Regions from separate parts of the Mus musculus genome. Here all the other regions are linked to region 2. A link is a contact called in public promoter capture Hi-C data. All regions are on one chromosome and are shown on one strand. The core of a region is the stretch at or near the end of the contact, and the rest is flanking DNA. Distances in the headings are between cores, read along the strand shown. Region 1 holds the start of Tnfrsf19 (tumor necrosis factor receptor superfamily, member 19). Region 2 holds the start of Rnaseh2b (ribonuclease H2, subunit B). Region 3 holds the start of Pinx1 (PIN2/TERF1 interacting, telomerase inhibitor 1).

Region 1 (4,596 bases), core at 1,069-3,568, 1.3 Mb before region 2:
TTTGAAATTAATCCAAATATGCAAAGTGGCTCCGATTATCAGAGGAAAGTTGTGAAAGTAACTTAATTAGTTAGATGAGAAAAAAAAATAATCACAAATGAAACAGGAGTTTCAAGACCTTTCATCAGTATTTCAGAATGCAGAGCAACTATTCTTATCATTTACATTTCCTTGTTGCACACCTAACATAAAACAGACCACTGTGACAATAATAAAGTATTTTACCAAGTAAACCCAGGGCCAGAATATTAGGATGGGCCAATGTAGGTACAGAGCTCTAAGTCCTATTGTCCTGAGTGTCTGAAGTTCAGTGTAAAGATGTGTGTGTGTGTGTGTGTGTGTGTGTATCTGTGTCTGTGTGTATGCATGTCTTTGAGTGTGTTTGTGTGTGTGTTTGTGTGTGTGTCTGTCTGTGTGTGTTTGTGTCTGTATGTTTGTCTATGTGTGTGTGTTTGTGTGCATCTAAGTGTATGTCTTCATGTGTGTGTCGGTGTATATCTCTGTATTTGTATATCTGTGTTTTTGTGTGTCTGTGTGTATGTGTGCTTGTGTGTCTCTGTGTGTCTCTGTATTTGTGTGTGTCTCTGTATTTGTGTGTTTCTGTGTGTGTTTGTGTCTGTGTGTATGCATGTGTGTATGTGTATGTGTGCGTGCGTGCGTGTGTGTGTGTGTGTGTGTGTGTGTGTGTGTGTGTGTGTAGAAGTTATGAATTCACAAGTAGCAGTTAACTGGCAAGCTGGGTGCCCAGTATAATTTGGTTTTGTAGGGCACTAATTGAAGTGAAAATGTGGCTAAAATACTTCATGTAACATAATAACTGTTGATTGCCAGATAGTTTTGGTAAACAGTTGGCAAATTGTAACTCACAACAGCTGTCACTATATATTTAGAGTAAATGTTAATTTAAGAATATTAACCTCGGGAGTGTTTCTGTAAACAAAGCTTCTCCTATTTTCAGAGGTTACAGAGCCTGGCTTGGGTATTTTTAGCCAAACCTAACGCAGCTTGGCGCTCCCTGTTTCCGAGTTCCTCCGCTTTACACTTGAAAGGCTTCAGTCCTAAATGCCTTTGCAGAGATTCCCTTGGGAATGCGAATGGCAAGGACACATGTGCGATAGATTCACATCTCCCGGAGGCCGGAGAATAAAGTAGTAATATTGCTAGGATTGCTAGAGAGGAGTTTTGCTCCGTAGGGTGGGGGGAGATAGGGGAAGAGAAAGGAAGGTGGGGTGGGAGTGAGGGGGTGTTAACAGAATCCCACCGTTTCTAAATAAAGTAAGAGGAGGTTTTCCAGCCCAGCTTCCAGCGTCTGAAACCCTGCTGGCAACAAACATTAGCGAGGCTCTGTTTTTGTCCTGTTGGAACTACTCACTTCCAAGTAAGATTTGCATGACAGATATCAAACTCTTGTGCAAACCGCGAAACAATTGCATCAAGAATCAAATTCAGTTTCACGTGCACGCAGCCTGGTGCTGGACTTGGCTTCAGGCATGCTTGCTGGGAGCTGATAGCCATTTTTCCCCCTTTGAACATGCGAGGAAAACGCAGTGAAAGTTCCAACCACACACGAACGCCTACCTGCTACTCGCCAGTGCTGTGCTCCAGACTCACGCTTTCCGCAGCTTGGTAGCACTTCCGCGCCAAACGCTTTTACCTTCCCAAAAATGTGTGTGGGCGCAAGCCCAGACAAACTTCAAATCCAGGAAAATGGATTACCCGCGCAGATCAAAGGCAGGCGAACTAGGAGATGGAGTGCCTGTAATCTGATCGCCGATCAGTTGCTGCGCATCAAAGGCAAGGCTGAGTTTACTCGCTACGCGCGCAGATCTAGAAAGTTCGCTACCGTCTGGTTCTTTTGTTAAACGTGGGCCACGTTGTTCTGCCCCAGCTCTGGAGAGCAGGCTTCCCCAGCCTGGGCTGAGCGGCTGGATCTGCAGCTCTCTCTCGCGGTGCCCCAGCTGGGCTGCCTAGTGCCAGCGCTGCTGCGCCGCATCCCTTTCATCTCGCTGAGTGGCAGCTCCCATGACATCATGCCGTGCCGTGGGGCTGGCCGGGAGAAGCCAGTCAGCCTGATTTCTAGTCGCGTTGGTCTGTGCCTCGCCCGCGACAGCCCTGCAGTGTGTCTCTTGGCTGGGAGGGACACACCAGGACTGCTCTGGGCCTCTGTGCTCCGGGCCTGTAAGGTCCTGGATCGTTGCAGGTTCCAGTAGACAGCATCAAGCCGCTGCCTGTGACAAAAAGCACGAAGTCCCTACCAGAGCAGGGTAGTCCGAAACGCAGCAGAGCGGCACAGCAGTGTTTAATTAGGCCGTTTCTCCGAACACCTGCCTTACACCGCCAGGGTCACAGGCAAACGTTTTAAAAAGCTTGATTCCCCACCCCCAACCCCACGCGCGCGGCTCCCCACCCCAACACACACATACTGCGACAAGTCTTTAAGAATTAGTAAAATGTCTTTTCCTGGTGAAAGTATTACAGGTGGCGCCAGTCAAGTATGGCTTTCATTGAGTGAAGGAGTGGATACTACAACTTACAGAGATACCGCCACTAGCTCACTGGACACCTGGGTCAGAAGCTTGTTAATCTAAATTTGGGGTCCTAATAAAACAACAACAACAAAGGATGCCTTCCTTCTGAGTTGCAATCATGGATACCTCTAGCGACTCCTAAAAGTCACAGAAAGGTGACTTAGAGGAAAGCATTTGCTTGCAATCACTCCACAGCTTCTGTCCCAGGCAAAGCACAAATCACAGTTTGGATCCAGCTGAGAAATCGCCACCTTATTTTCTGTACTGTAAAACGGAACTTAGTGTCCGTTGTTTAGAATACCCACGAGGCTGGTAAAGCACTGTGGTCGGAATGTGGCATGTTTTTGAACATGGAGCTGTTTATTCTGGGAGAGAGAAAAGATTTCCATTATATGATGGAACTGCATCTGTTTGCAGAAGGGCACTGAAAAATATCATCTGCAGCACCCTTAGAGGAACCCACTTCCTTCCTGTGACTTCCTTCTCTTATCAGTTGCATCTCATTTTTCCTGGTGTGATATTTAAAAATAGTTTATGCCCTGTCTATCTCCAGCTGTCTTTGATTCCTGTGTAAATCTTGATGGCAAAATACTTGGTTTGTGAGTTCATTGTAACACTTAAATAGATCTATTTGGTTTCCAGTATTTTTCCCCAGTGGGAGGTGGAGGCTGAACCCCAGGGCCTGTTCATGCCCTCCATCTCTGAAATGTCCCTGAGACACATGGGGCTTACTTTGTACTTGTTTGTTTTCTTTTTCCTTTTCGAGACAGGGTCTCCAGTGTCATGAGCTGGCCTCAAAAGTGCTGTTTATTCAAAGACAGCTTTGAACTCTTGATCCTCCTAAAGGCTGGAATTACAGACATCCACTGCTACATTCAGTTTATGTGATTATGGTTTCTGAACTTAGGGCTTCATGCATATTAAACAAGCACTCCACCAATTGAACAATGTACCCAGCCTCACATCCTTCAAATGAGCAGGCATGCTTTTGCATACTATCCCAAGACACCTGTACCTACAGAGCTCCTGAGCTCCAAGGACTCATGAAATCAGGGGCAAACTATTTCCAAGAAGGCTGACTTTTCTCTGAGGTAACCCAGATGTTCCATGGTCTAGGGTCCATGCCCAGAGCCTTCATCAAGTTTGCTGTTCCAGAGCCAATGGAAACTGCTAGGTGCTCTTATCTCTGGGTGAGCAAGTTGCTTACAGGTCTCTACAGTTTACCACCCATGGGAAATGGGCAAGGATTGAATTCAGATGCTTATGTTTCTAGAAGCTTCCAGAAGGCATCTGGAAGCTACAGCTTCAAGGAACACGCCAGTCAAACCAGCTCTACGTGAATCTCACAAAGCAACACTGGTTGCTCAAATGCCTTAGCCCTATGCACTTGAGTTGGTCTTTTCTGAGACAAGAACTATCCATGTGGGAAATGAATCAACCCTGATGTTAGAGCCCCAGCTGTCCCCAGATGCAGAGGGTGGCTAAAGGCTGGTCTCCAAGGAAGAGTGACGGCTTGTTTGCACTGTGCTCAACTGAACTTCCTGCAATGTGAGATGTGTGTGGCCCAGCCCTTGAGACTCTGAAGGCAGTTGAGGGCTTGAAGGGGAGGCTCATCCCCTTTACCTCCAGGAGGCACAGAAGAAGGTGGGCAAAATCATTCAGCCAGTCAAGAAACTTGCTGCCAAGTCAAATGACTTAAGTTTCATCCCTAGGACCCACATGTTATTCACTGAGCTCACATGCACACACGATTAAATAAATAAATAAATAAATAAATAAATGTAATAATTTTAAAGATTAAAAGAGAACACAGATAAGTGAAATAAAATTAGATATTCTGTGTCCAGGAACCTATCACTATACTTGACATAAAGTCATGTGTCATTTAACTATGGGGATTTTTTTTTCTGAGAAATCTATCATGCAAACATCAGAATGGGTTACACAAATCTAGATAGTGTTATCTACCATACACTTAGGGAATCTGGTATACACACACACACACACACACACACACACACACAGAGAGAGAGAGAGAGAGAGAGAGAGAGAGAGAGAGAGAGAGAGA
Region 2 (4,889 bases), core at 41-2,540:
AGTCCTCTTCTGTCTTTGTATCCTGACTCATCTTCCTGACTCTTATCCACAGCCAGGGGAGACTAGCACAGGAATAGAGCTGTACTGGGTAAAGCAGTTCTCACTGTGGCCAAGTGCTGGGACAGTTGCTGCACAAATGACACTGATCTTGCTTTTGTCTGAGAGAATCACGAAATGTCCCTGCGTGGCCTTATTTTTTCGTGGTCTTACAATGGTCTGGTCAGAGGTGGGTATTATATATATATTTTTTTTAATTAGGTATTTTCTTCATTTACATTTCAAGTGCTATCCCAAAAGTCCCCCATACCACCCCCCCCTACCCACTCACTCCCACTTCTTGGCCCTGGTGTTCCCCTGTACTGAGGCATATAAAGTTTACAAGACCAAGGGGCCTCTCTTCCCAATGATGGCCGACTAGGCCATCTTCTGCTACATATGCAGCTAGAGACATGAGCTCTGGGGGTACTGGTTAGTTCATATTGTTGTTCAGAGGTGGGTATTTTTAAGGGCTTCATGCCTCAGGAGGGAATCTCAGCCTATGTTTTAAGATCCAGACCAACTTCTGGTTGCTCTATGTAATTTCTCAAAAGCTTTGACCACCTTTATAACTCAGACCTCCACATTTATGTTGCCTGTGTCTCACATTGCTCCCTCTACAAAAACAAAATACAAAGTGCCACTAGACTGGATAACAAAAGACATAAAGTGCATAGTCTGCCTAGAAAGAACACTTCAGAACAAGCTTCCTGATCGGCAGCTGGCCCTTTGAGAGAATCCCCTCTCCACCTCCCTAGTCAGGGCTTAATTGTTTTCTCTATAGCCCCGAGGTGAGCCCTAGGCAACAAGACACCACTTTTGCTCACAACCATTCTAGCACTTGGGAGGTTCCTGATCCAGTATTCAAAGCCAGCCAGGGCGGCATACTTTGAAGGTCAGTCCCCGCTGGGTGGTGGACCTTGTGTCAAAACCAAACCACACCCAAACTAAGTCTCGTTAATACTCTAAAGATTTATCCTAAATAACAAATTCGTATGTTGAACTCCAAATTATAAGCATAATTTGGGTTGTATCTTTAAAAAATTACCTTAACTATCAAATTGGCCCACAGCCAATTTGAAGGCTGCTCGCCCGCATTAGGAACCTCAATGTATGAAATACACGCACGAGCAGCGCCCGTAGAATGAGAGTGAGAAAAACGAGGAGCTCCACACCCTCCACTGACAGCAGGGCCCGCGCAGATTTCAAAAAAGGAAGCCGAGCGGGCGGGCCCGGAAATGGAGGCAGGCTGGTGGCCCCGGTTGGCGGGCCCCTCGGCGCCACTTCCGGCAGGGCGCGACCATGGCCGGAGGTCGGGACCGCGGGGACTTGGCGGCCAGGCAGCTAGTGTTCCTACTTCCAGGTAAACGCGGGAGGCGCGTGGGCCTAGGTCGCTGGTGGCGGCAGCGGCAGCGCGGGTTTTTTTTTTTTCCCAGGCCAGCACCGGTCCGCAAGGTCCTAGCGAGCGCGGACCCGGATTCGGTGCCCCGCGCTTTGCTAAGCATCCTGGTCACGTGTCACAACACGCGGGAAAACTCCAAACCCGGAAGCGACGGCAGCGTTTGCGCGGATTCCCTGGGGCGGGTCCAGCCACTCGGCCTGCGGCGGGCAGCGGGGGTCCCGGGACTCTGCTGTCCCCTGGGAGTTACTGGATCTCTGTAGCTCAGCGTCTAGAATCTTACCAGCTCCAAACCAGAGGTCGCAGTAGTCCCATGCTGAGCCGCTCTGCTGCTCTGGAAAGGCAAGGGTGGCCAGGCATAAGGGAGCCTGGATGGGGTTTATGTGAGCGTGGTTTGAAACAATTCCAGGACATGGTGACAGTCAAAAATCCCAGAACCAGGCCACTCAGTGTCCCTGTAGATGATGACCAGCTATCAGGGCATGTGGTGGCATGCGACAGCCATTGCCATATGAGGAGGGCAAGTGAAATAAATTTGGGTTAGGGAATGCAAGCCAGAAACACTCTGTCATTTTACAATGATACATTTGATGTTAGAATACGCGTGAAGAAGGAAACTTCCCAGTCACTTTAATTTTGAGTTTTAGTTTAGCAAATGCAGAGCATTTTTACAGCAAATATATTTCACCAGGGTATAGATATCCAGTGATGATAATTTTTATAATCTTTATGTAACGACCTGACACTTACTTTGGATACACAGCTTCTCTCCTGTGTAAAAAGTTAAACACATTCAAGTGTATGGATTTTGGGTTTGCAGCTCACTCAACTGAACCCTGTATGCTGCTGACCAAGAAGAGTAGCTTTCCAGCTAGCAGCTCATACACCCGTCTTCTAGAGAACCCCAGGCTTTCTGTCATCAAATTAGTTTTGCCTGCTTGGACCCCTGTGACTTTTGTATCTGTCTTCCTTCCCTCCGTACCACGTCTGCCAGATCCATCCATGGCTGTTCCATGGGTTTTGTTGGCTGGTTCTTAAAAATTGCTTCTGGTTTGCTGTATGCATATCAATGCTACTACTCTCCGGAGGATGGATGGCATTAGGTGTTCCTCCTGGTTTGCACCTAGTAGGAGTTACACCTCTGGCAGCATTCTTTTGAGGCTGTTGGTGGACATTGGCATTCATTTCTTCGGAGTGTCTGTATCCTGGAGTGGAAGCTGCTTTTGGGTGCTTGTTGGGTTAGCTTTAGTTCTGCAGAATGGTTTTCTGAAGTGGTTGATACGGCTTCGTCCTGACTCCAGCTGCCTATGATGAGTCCAGTTAAGCCGTAACCTCACTGATAGTGCTTGGTAAAGCAGCTAGTGAGAATTCCTGGTGTTGGTGAGCCATCAGAAGGCTAGCTGAACACCTTAGTTTAGCTGGGAGAGGGGAGAGCCTCCTTTCACCCTTCTGTTACATCAGTATATTTGATTTTTGTAGTAGGATCCCTAATCATTCTTTTTGCAATCAAACATGTTAATACTATATAGTAGTTTGCAATAATTTGAGGGGTTTTGTTTTGTTTTGTTGGCTGTTTCACTGACATTAATTTCCTTCTTAAAGTGTGTCATAATCGTACCAAGCACAAAACTGAAAAGACTCGATGTTGAATGCATCCCTCAAAGAGAAAGGTGTAGTAGATCTACTGGGAGGGAGGGGTGAGACGCATTGCCACCTGGTTTCTGTTCAAAGCTGAGGTGTCTGTCCTCTCACCTTTTTTTACCCTTCAGGCAAGGTGCTCTCTCACCTACTCATTAGGCTGATAGTGGTTGAGGGTTCTAAAACTTAAAACTTGGGCTTCCTGACTTCTGCTCTTCCAGGTGGCCTTTAGTGCCACCTGCAGGCTCTAAGGGTCCAAACACGTTTGATAGCAGCTATGGGGTCTGCCCTCCAATGTAAGGGCACCGGCCTCCTGGGAGTGAGACTTCATTTGTGAAGGTTCTGAGCTAGTCTGTCCTGGGCTAAGACCCAAAAATATGCTTGCTCTTCTAGTAAAGACTCAAGCACCGTTACTGGCTGGTCTAATACCCCCCGGAACTGCTGTATCGAGGACCAGCCTGGGGAGCTGGGGTCCTGGGTAACCGCACCTGAGGCTTGACTGCTTGAGGGTTCACTGTTCTGAAAGTGAGCAGAGCTTGTATACATTCAGGGCACAGGCAGCTAACCTTGGCTTGACATTTAATTTACATTCAAGTTGCCTCTGGTATGTCCCGAAGGTTACATCTTAAAGTTGATTACAGGGTACTTCTCAGTTTTGTTTTGTTAAGTTGAAGCCTCCTAGACAAAGGAAAGCTGGAACTCAGAGAGTGGACTGTGCTAGCTTCCTTTTCACAGACAAGCTGGGGTGTTGCAGCAAGGTGGAATGGGTCTTTGCATCTGGAATGAGCATACTGCACCTCCGATGTAATTGGGAATGCTACACTGCTGTTTAATTACTCTAAGACCAGTTACTTTGGGAACATGTTATAAGGTTCCAGAAGGTCATATTCTTAATACTGGTTTTCTTTTGTCAATCTGTTGTACACTTGTCTGGTCTACTGAGCTGGGCCAGTTGTGAGAGTTAGTCAGGAGCACATCAGCTCACTAGAGTAGGCAGGAGACTGCCTGCGGCTGTTGGGGAAGACTGTTAACAGGATTCACCTCCCAGGAAATGTGTACATTGAAAACCCTAGAGTTCTGGGGGCGGGGGGGGGGGGAGAGATGAAAATCACGTAGGACTCTTGTATATAGGCCCACATAGCTTGAGTAAAAACGTCCTTAATCAGCACCACCCACTCCTACCTCCACCCCACCCTCCCACCCGTGAGTGAAGAAGTTTCCAGATCGAACTGGGCTTTAGAGCCAGTCCTCAGTTCTGTTGAGTTCCCTCTGGGTACTGCAGAGCTCCAAAGGAAGCTTCCTTGTTTGTCATTTCCACAGGCAACCCAGATGTAATGGCCAGTTTGTTTGGAGGATAAAGGACAGGTAGCCTTTGGGGAGTCCCTGCCTGCCATCCTAGCCATTCGCGGGCAGTAGCTTTTCAGCCTGGGGCATCGTGATGACCACAAATGACATCTAAATACAAAACAAAGCAAGAATTAAAACTATTCTAAGAATTCCCATTTTAGAATTATGTTTTCATTAAAAAGATTTAAAAAAAAAGAATCAGTTATGGAAGGGAAAGCTAGTTTTCCTGTTTCATGATGGAGGACCTTTGCGTTAGCATTATTTCTGACTAATGGCTTTGTAAAACCGAAGAAACCGATCTTTGTTGGGGGTTGGAGGCAAGAAAGAAAGAAAAGTGTGAAATACAGGGCAAAGGAGGGGCTCCTCTAGGCTTTGTCAGGGACCCTAGGAAACAAATGACTTTTTCCTCTTCCCCAAGGGTTGGCACATGAACTCAGGGTAGAAATAGAAGTGGGCCTTTCTCCCTTTG
Region 3 (4,862 bases), core at 2,151-4,650, 1.5 Mb after region 2:
ATGTCCTATTTTCCTAGGTACCCACAACTTTCTACACATATAACCTTTTTAAAAAGCTTCATTTTTGATTACTTTTAGTTATTTGGACTGAGATGTGAAATGGAGTGCATAAGTCAGGAGAGGGTGCTGGATTCTCTGGAGCTGAGTTGCAGGCAATTGTGAGCTGCCTTACGTGAGTGCAGGGAATTGAAACCGGGTCTTCTGCAGGAGCAAGGATTGTTCTTAACTACTGAGCCAGCTCCAGTCCTATCCTCATGTCTTTCTATGTTCCCCTTCCCACATACCCTATCCATCTTTCCCAGGAGAAACACTAAAAGCAGCAGCCTGCCTTTGCTTTTGAATCTCTCACCCATCTTCTCTCTTAAAAAATATGTGATCCTAGCCCGGGGTGGGGTGGGGGGCTGACGACTAAATTGTTTTATGTTTCAAGTCAATAATTTAGAAATGAATCAGTTGTCAATAATATAAAATACATATTAGTCCTATGAAGGGCAAATCTGAAGATGTATGCACCGGAAAAATCACAGGGATTTCCTCTGAAACACTTTTCTAAAATTCTTCTGCGCTGGTGGCAATTTTTGACTCACAGTATTTTCAGCTGTTTAAAGAGAGGCTGGGTTCTGAAAAAAGATGTGTGAGGCTTGTACTGGTGTTTGTTAACTAAGATTCCTCCTCCAAGTGTGAGTGCATTCACCCTCCTAAATATCTGCATCCAAGGAAATGACAGGAGATATTGTCCTCAGTTATTGTGCTTTGGAAAGACGGGTCTGGAACTGAAGATTGTTGCTCTGTGCCAATGTGTAATTTGCCTGTCTTAGTCCATTTGAGCTGTTGTAACGAAATACTTAAAGTGGCTTATAAATAACAGAAAATTATCCTTCAAGGTCCTGGAGGCTGAGTCCAAGGTCGAATGGCTGCCAGATTTGGTTTCTATGAGGGCTGATTCCTGGTTACCAGAGGCTGTCATGCTGCTGCATTCTTAGAGCATATGAGAGAAGAGGACATCTGGCTTCTCATTCTCTCTCTCTCTCTCTCTCTCTCTCTCTCTCTCTCTCTCTCTCTCTGAAAAGCACCAATCCCATCCTGAGGCTCCTTGGTCATGATCATGCACACACACCCTTAAAGGCACCACTTCCTCATCCCATCTCCTTGGGGGTGAAGGTTTCAGCCCATGAGTTAGTCTCCTTATAGTGGGTCTGCTCTTCTCTCTGAGCTTCCATGTCCCTGCCAGTTGTGGGAGGGACTATTGCTAACAATCCCCGAAGCTACCAGGGCCAACTGCTGCCATGCACCCCATCCCTAGGAGGTTACTGACCTCTTATCAGCCCCTGGCCATTCTGTGTAGTAAAGAAGCAAGCATGAGCATATTTTCTGACGACAAGACAAGCATCGATTGAGCCATTCCCGTTTCTAACCTCCCTCTCCCTTTGCCCATCTTTCTTTTTCTGTTTTGAGCTGTGACAACTTTTACTTTTTACCTCTGATGTTTCAAAAAAGTCACCTTGAATCGGGAATTCCACTCGGGAATTCCACTCAGCACAGTCTTTCTTCCTGGGAACAGCACACCATGGCTAGCTCTAGGAAAGGATACGGCGACCCCTTGCTCAGTCAGGTTCAGGCTACACATGGCTGAATTCCGAGCCCCATTAGCCAATATTAATAATGAAAGAGGAATGACGGTAGAAGGCACAAATGAATCATGTCAACCTGCTCTCTTCCCGGAGAATCACTGAGGATTTAGCAGAGAGCAGGAGTTTCACTCTCACAGCTACAGAATATTTTTTACATAATGCATGCTAAACTTCACACTGACAGTCTCAGGAACTTTTCCGGTTGCCTTTTATTTCTACAATGATTAAATAATTTACTAGCTTACTTTTTTTTTTTTTAATCACCAAGACTAGTTTCTGCTCTAGGCAAAGCCAGGATAGAAACAGGTTCCATACAGTGCCCTAATAAACTTGCTTCAGACTCCAGGGCTGCGTGGATTGCATACTTTCCTTTCTGTCCTCTCCACACTTGCTCCTCCAATTCTTCTTAAACTGGGGTTAATGGACAATAGAAGTTTACGATGCTCCCCAAAGATGTTTTCAAACAAACAAAGGACAAAGACTTTCAAAGGTAGCTGATGCTGTGATCCAGGGACACTCACCAGGAATTCTACTCTTTGGTGAATCTGCCTTGTCCTGTAAAGATCTTTTAGAGAGGAGTGAGGGGTCATACATCAAAGCTGGTGTCCTCACTGAATGTGAGGAAATGCTCCTGTGTGCCCTCCTTCTTTAAAGCTCACCGTTTACCTGGGCTTGGGCTTGGTTATCTAGAACAGGAACCCTGGCCCAGGGAAAGGGAAAGGATTTGGGGCAAAGCCCAGATATCCTAAGTAGGTGATTTGGTCAGACCCAGCCCCATTGCCACACGGTCACATTTACTGCCTCTTCTTTCTTGTTAATAATTGGTGGTCAAGTACACAATCATTCTTGGCTGGGGGCTATCAATGTCCTCATCTTACAGGTAGGTAAACGTGACAGTCATGCCTGATTCTCAGGTCCTCCAGCACAGCCCTATTTCACCAGCACACTGCATCATAGAAGAGTTGCCCTGAGTGCATCGGGGGTCTACATGGTATCTTGTTAGGTCTGATGAAAAATGGATGTGACCTTCCTAAGGAAAGACAAAACGAGGGAAGAAGAGCCTTTGGAAGGTAAGGGCACTGGCCGGTGCTGAAGGCATGGCTAAACAAAGAAGATTTGAGAAAAGCTAAGGTCTATTTGGAAGTCGAAGCCTTGACAAAGAAAGGGACGTTGAAGGGAGAGGCTAGAGGAAAAAAGGGCAAATAAACAGCGTGGGAGATAGCTGAGGTCACACCTTTGGAGGAGACAGGACAGCAAAAAGAGGGAACAGAATGTGACAGGACGCATTGAGCAAAAATGCCAGGGAGAGCGATGGAACTGGGAAAGGCCTCTGGGATTTAAGTCTGTCACAGCGAAGACCACGAAAGAGTTAACATTTCTCGGCCGGCCGTTAAGCACAAAACCACGGTGTTTCATTTGACTTTGCCAGCTAGGTGGCTGTTTCTGCCTTCTCTCCCTCCCTCCCTCCTCTCTCAGCATCCCACAATGGGCAGAGGTAGAGTGTGAAGAGCATAGGTCCCTTCCAGTGCCAATACCTTCCTCTTCGGCCGTCTCTCCAGCTCTTTAAATGTACCCATGGTTCACAGAACCCCGGACAACTCTAAGGTTGCTTGCACACCCGCTTTCAGAGTTAAACTGCGAACTGCGCACGAACCAGCTCTGCCCCAGCCCTAGAAAGAATCTGTGCCTCAGTCCCCCAAGGCGGGTCCGCCCCTCCGCTTCATGCAGTTGGTAGCGAGTCGCGCGTGGTGACGTCAGTAGTACGCGCCCCAGCGAAGCTCTCCACCCGGCGTGCTTTCCGAGCCGGCTTCTTCCTTAACCGCGCTTCAGGTTCCTCATAACCGCTGGGCGTCAGGCCAGAGGCAGCGTTCGACAAACTTGAGACAATGTCGATGCTAGCAGAGCGTGAGTGTCTGCCGAGCTGGACGACCGGGTGATGGGATGACGGGGGCGCGGGTGTTCAGGCCCGAGTGGGGACAGCAGTGACTGCCGGGCCCGCGAGGGACAGAGAACAGCAACGTCCCGCAGACTCAGTTCCTGGTACTAAAGGCTCGGGTCGTGCGCGCACGCGTGCATTCCGACATTCAGGACACCGAGTCTCAGACTGTTGTTCCTGGAGATTCTTTCACTTTTCCAGGCTCGAACCAAGTGTCCTGGGGTTTCACAAAGATAGGTCCCATAGCATCGCTTCAGGCCCTGAATTCCAACTGTCCAAAATGTATTGGACCCAGAGGAAAAAAGCAGAAGGATTACAAGTGTCAGGCAGTGATAAGTTCTTGACCGGAGTGCAGGCTGATGAATGGTTTTAATCGAGACTGAGAGATAGTAGCTGTGGTTAGCCTCTGAAGTCCACTAATTCCCTCCCCAGAAGCTACTTTGTTCCTGAATGAGACTACGTGTAGCTATGGATTCTTGCCACCAGTTGGCAGTCGTGTGATGCTCACAAAGAACTGGCTTTTAACTTTTCCTGGAAGTTGTGTAGCTATCAAAGAACATAAACATATTATTTTCTTTTTTAAAAGATGCCATCGTGTCTATCGGGCAGTGGTGGCGAACTCCTTTAACCCCAGCCCTCGGGAGGCAGAGGCAGGCGAATTTCTGAGTTCGAGGCCAGTCTGGTCTACAGAGTGAGTTCCAGGATAGCCAGGGCTACACAGAGAAACCCTGTCTCGAAAAAACAAAACAAACAAACAAAAAAAGTCACTGTGGCGTTTTAGAACAAAGCATGTTTTAGTGGAGCACACTGCTTTTCCTGAAGGCAGCTCAATAGGTTATAGACTGGAAACTGCTCTTTCTAGGTAGATCCCTCTTCCTGGCAGTTCACCTGGTCTCTACTTCCATGAAAATGAACTAGTCTCTGCCTCACCCAGGCTTTAAAGATTTTAGTGAGGTAACTGGATGAATCTAGTTTGGAATGTCAGTGGTATACAGGATGAACAAGTGACCTGACAGCCAGTTCTTTATGCAGCAGGGCAGTGCATCTTGGGTCAGTATGTGACAGGGATGCCTTTCTTAGGGGAGAGGCGGGCTCCTTACAAACCTTGGTCAGCAACCCTTGGCAGGCATTCTCCACACATGGGTCTGACACACACATGCAGAGCACTGGTTAATATGGCTGTCTTTGCTGTGCTCATGAGCAAGACAGTGTTGTGCTGAGTATATTATATACCAGGTTGTTGAGCTGGTATCTATGGAACAAGTTTTTGGATCAGCTTTCCCTCCCCAGGTATA

The links. Promoter capture Hi-C pulls out the DNA fragments that hold promoters and counts their contacts.
Region 1: a promoter capture Hi-C map of pre-B cells shows a contact between it and region 2, with 4 times the contacts expected there. The contact joins the promoter of Tnfrsf19 here to the promoter of Rnaseh2b in region 2. A contact is called at or near these places in 5 of 39 promoter capture datasets (the C10 cell line, hippocampal neurons, liver and 1 more) and 1 of 484 Hi-C or Micro-C datasets (CD4 T cells).
Region 3: a promoter capture Hi-C map of liver shows a contact between it and region 2, with 4 times the contacts expected there. The contact joins the promoter of Pinx1 here to the promoter of Rnaseh2b in region 2. A contact is called at or near these places in 1 of 39 promoter capture datasets (liver) and 1 of 484 Hi-C or Micro-C datasets (CD4 T cells).

What each region holds. Positions count from the first base shown.
Region 1 is chr14:61,044,537-61,049,132 of GRCm38.p6, forward strand. It overlaps Tnfrsf19 (tumor necrosis factor receptor superfamily, member 19), which reads right to left and starts at 2,319. Exons shown (of 10, transcript NM_013869.5): 1 at 1,579-2,319. The region is part of intron 2 of Gm41167 (a long non-coding RNA gene); the gene reads left to right.
Region 2 is chr14:62,330,778-62,335,666 of GRCm38.p6, forward strand. It overlaps Rnaseh2b (ribonuclease H2, subunit B), which reads left to right and starts at 1,291. Exons shown (of 11, transcript NM_026001.3): 1 at 1,291-1,399. The coding sequence starts at 1,339. Gm41173 (a long non-coding RNA gene) reads right to left here and starts at 1,278. Exons shown (of 2, transcript XR_874686.3): 1 at 1,085-1,278.
Region 3 is chr14:63,856,912-63,861,773 of GRCm38.p6, forward strand. Pinx1 (PIN2/TERF1 interacting, telomerase inhibitor 1) reads left to right here and starts at 3,401. Exons shown (of 7, transcript NM_028228.3): 1 at 3,401-3,536. The coding sequence starts at 3,518.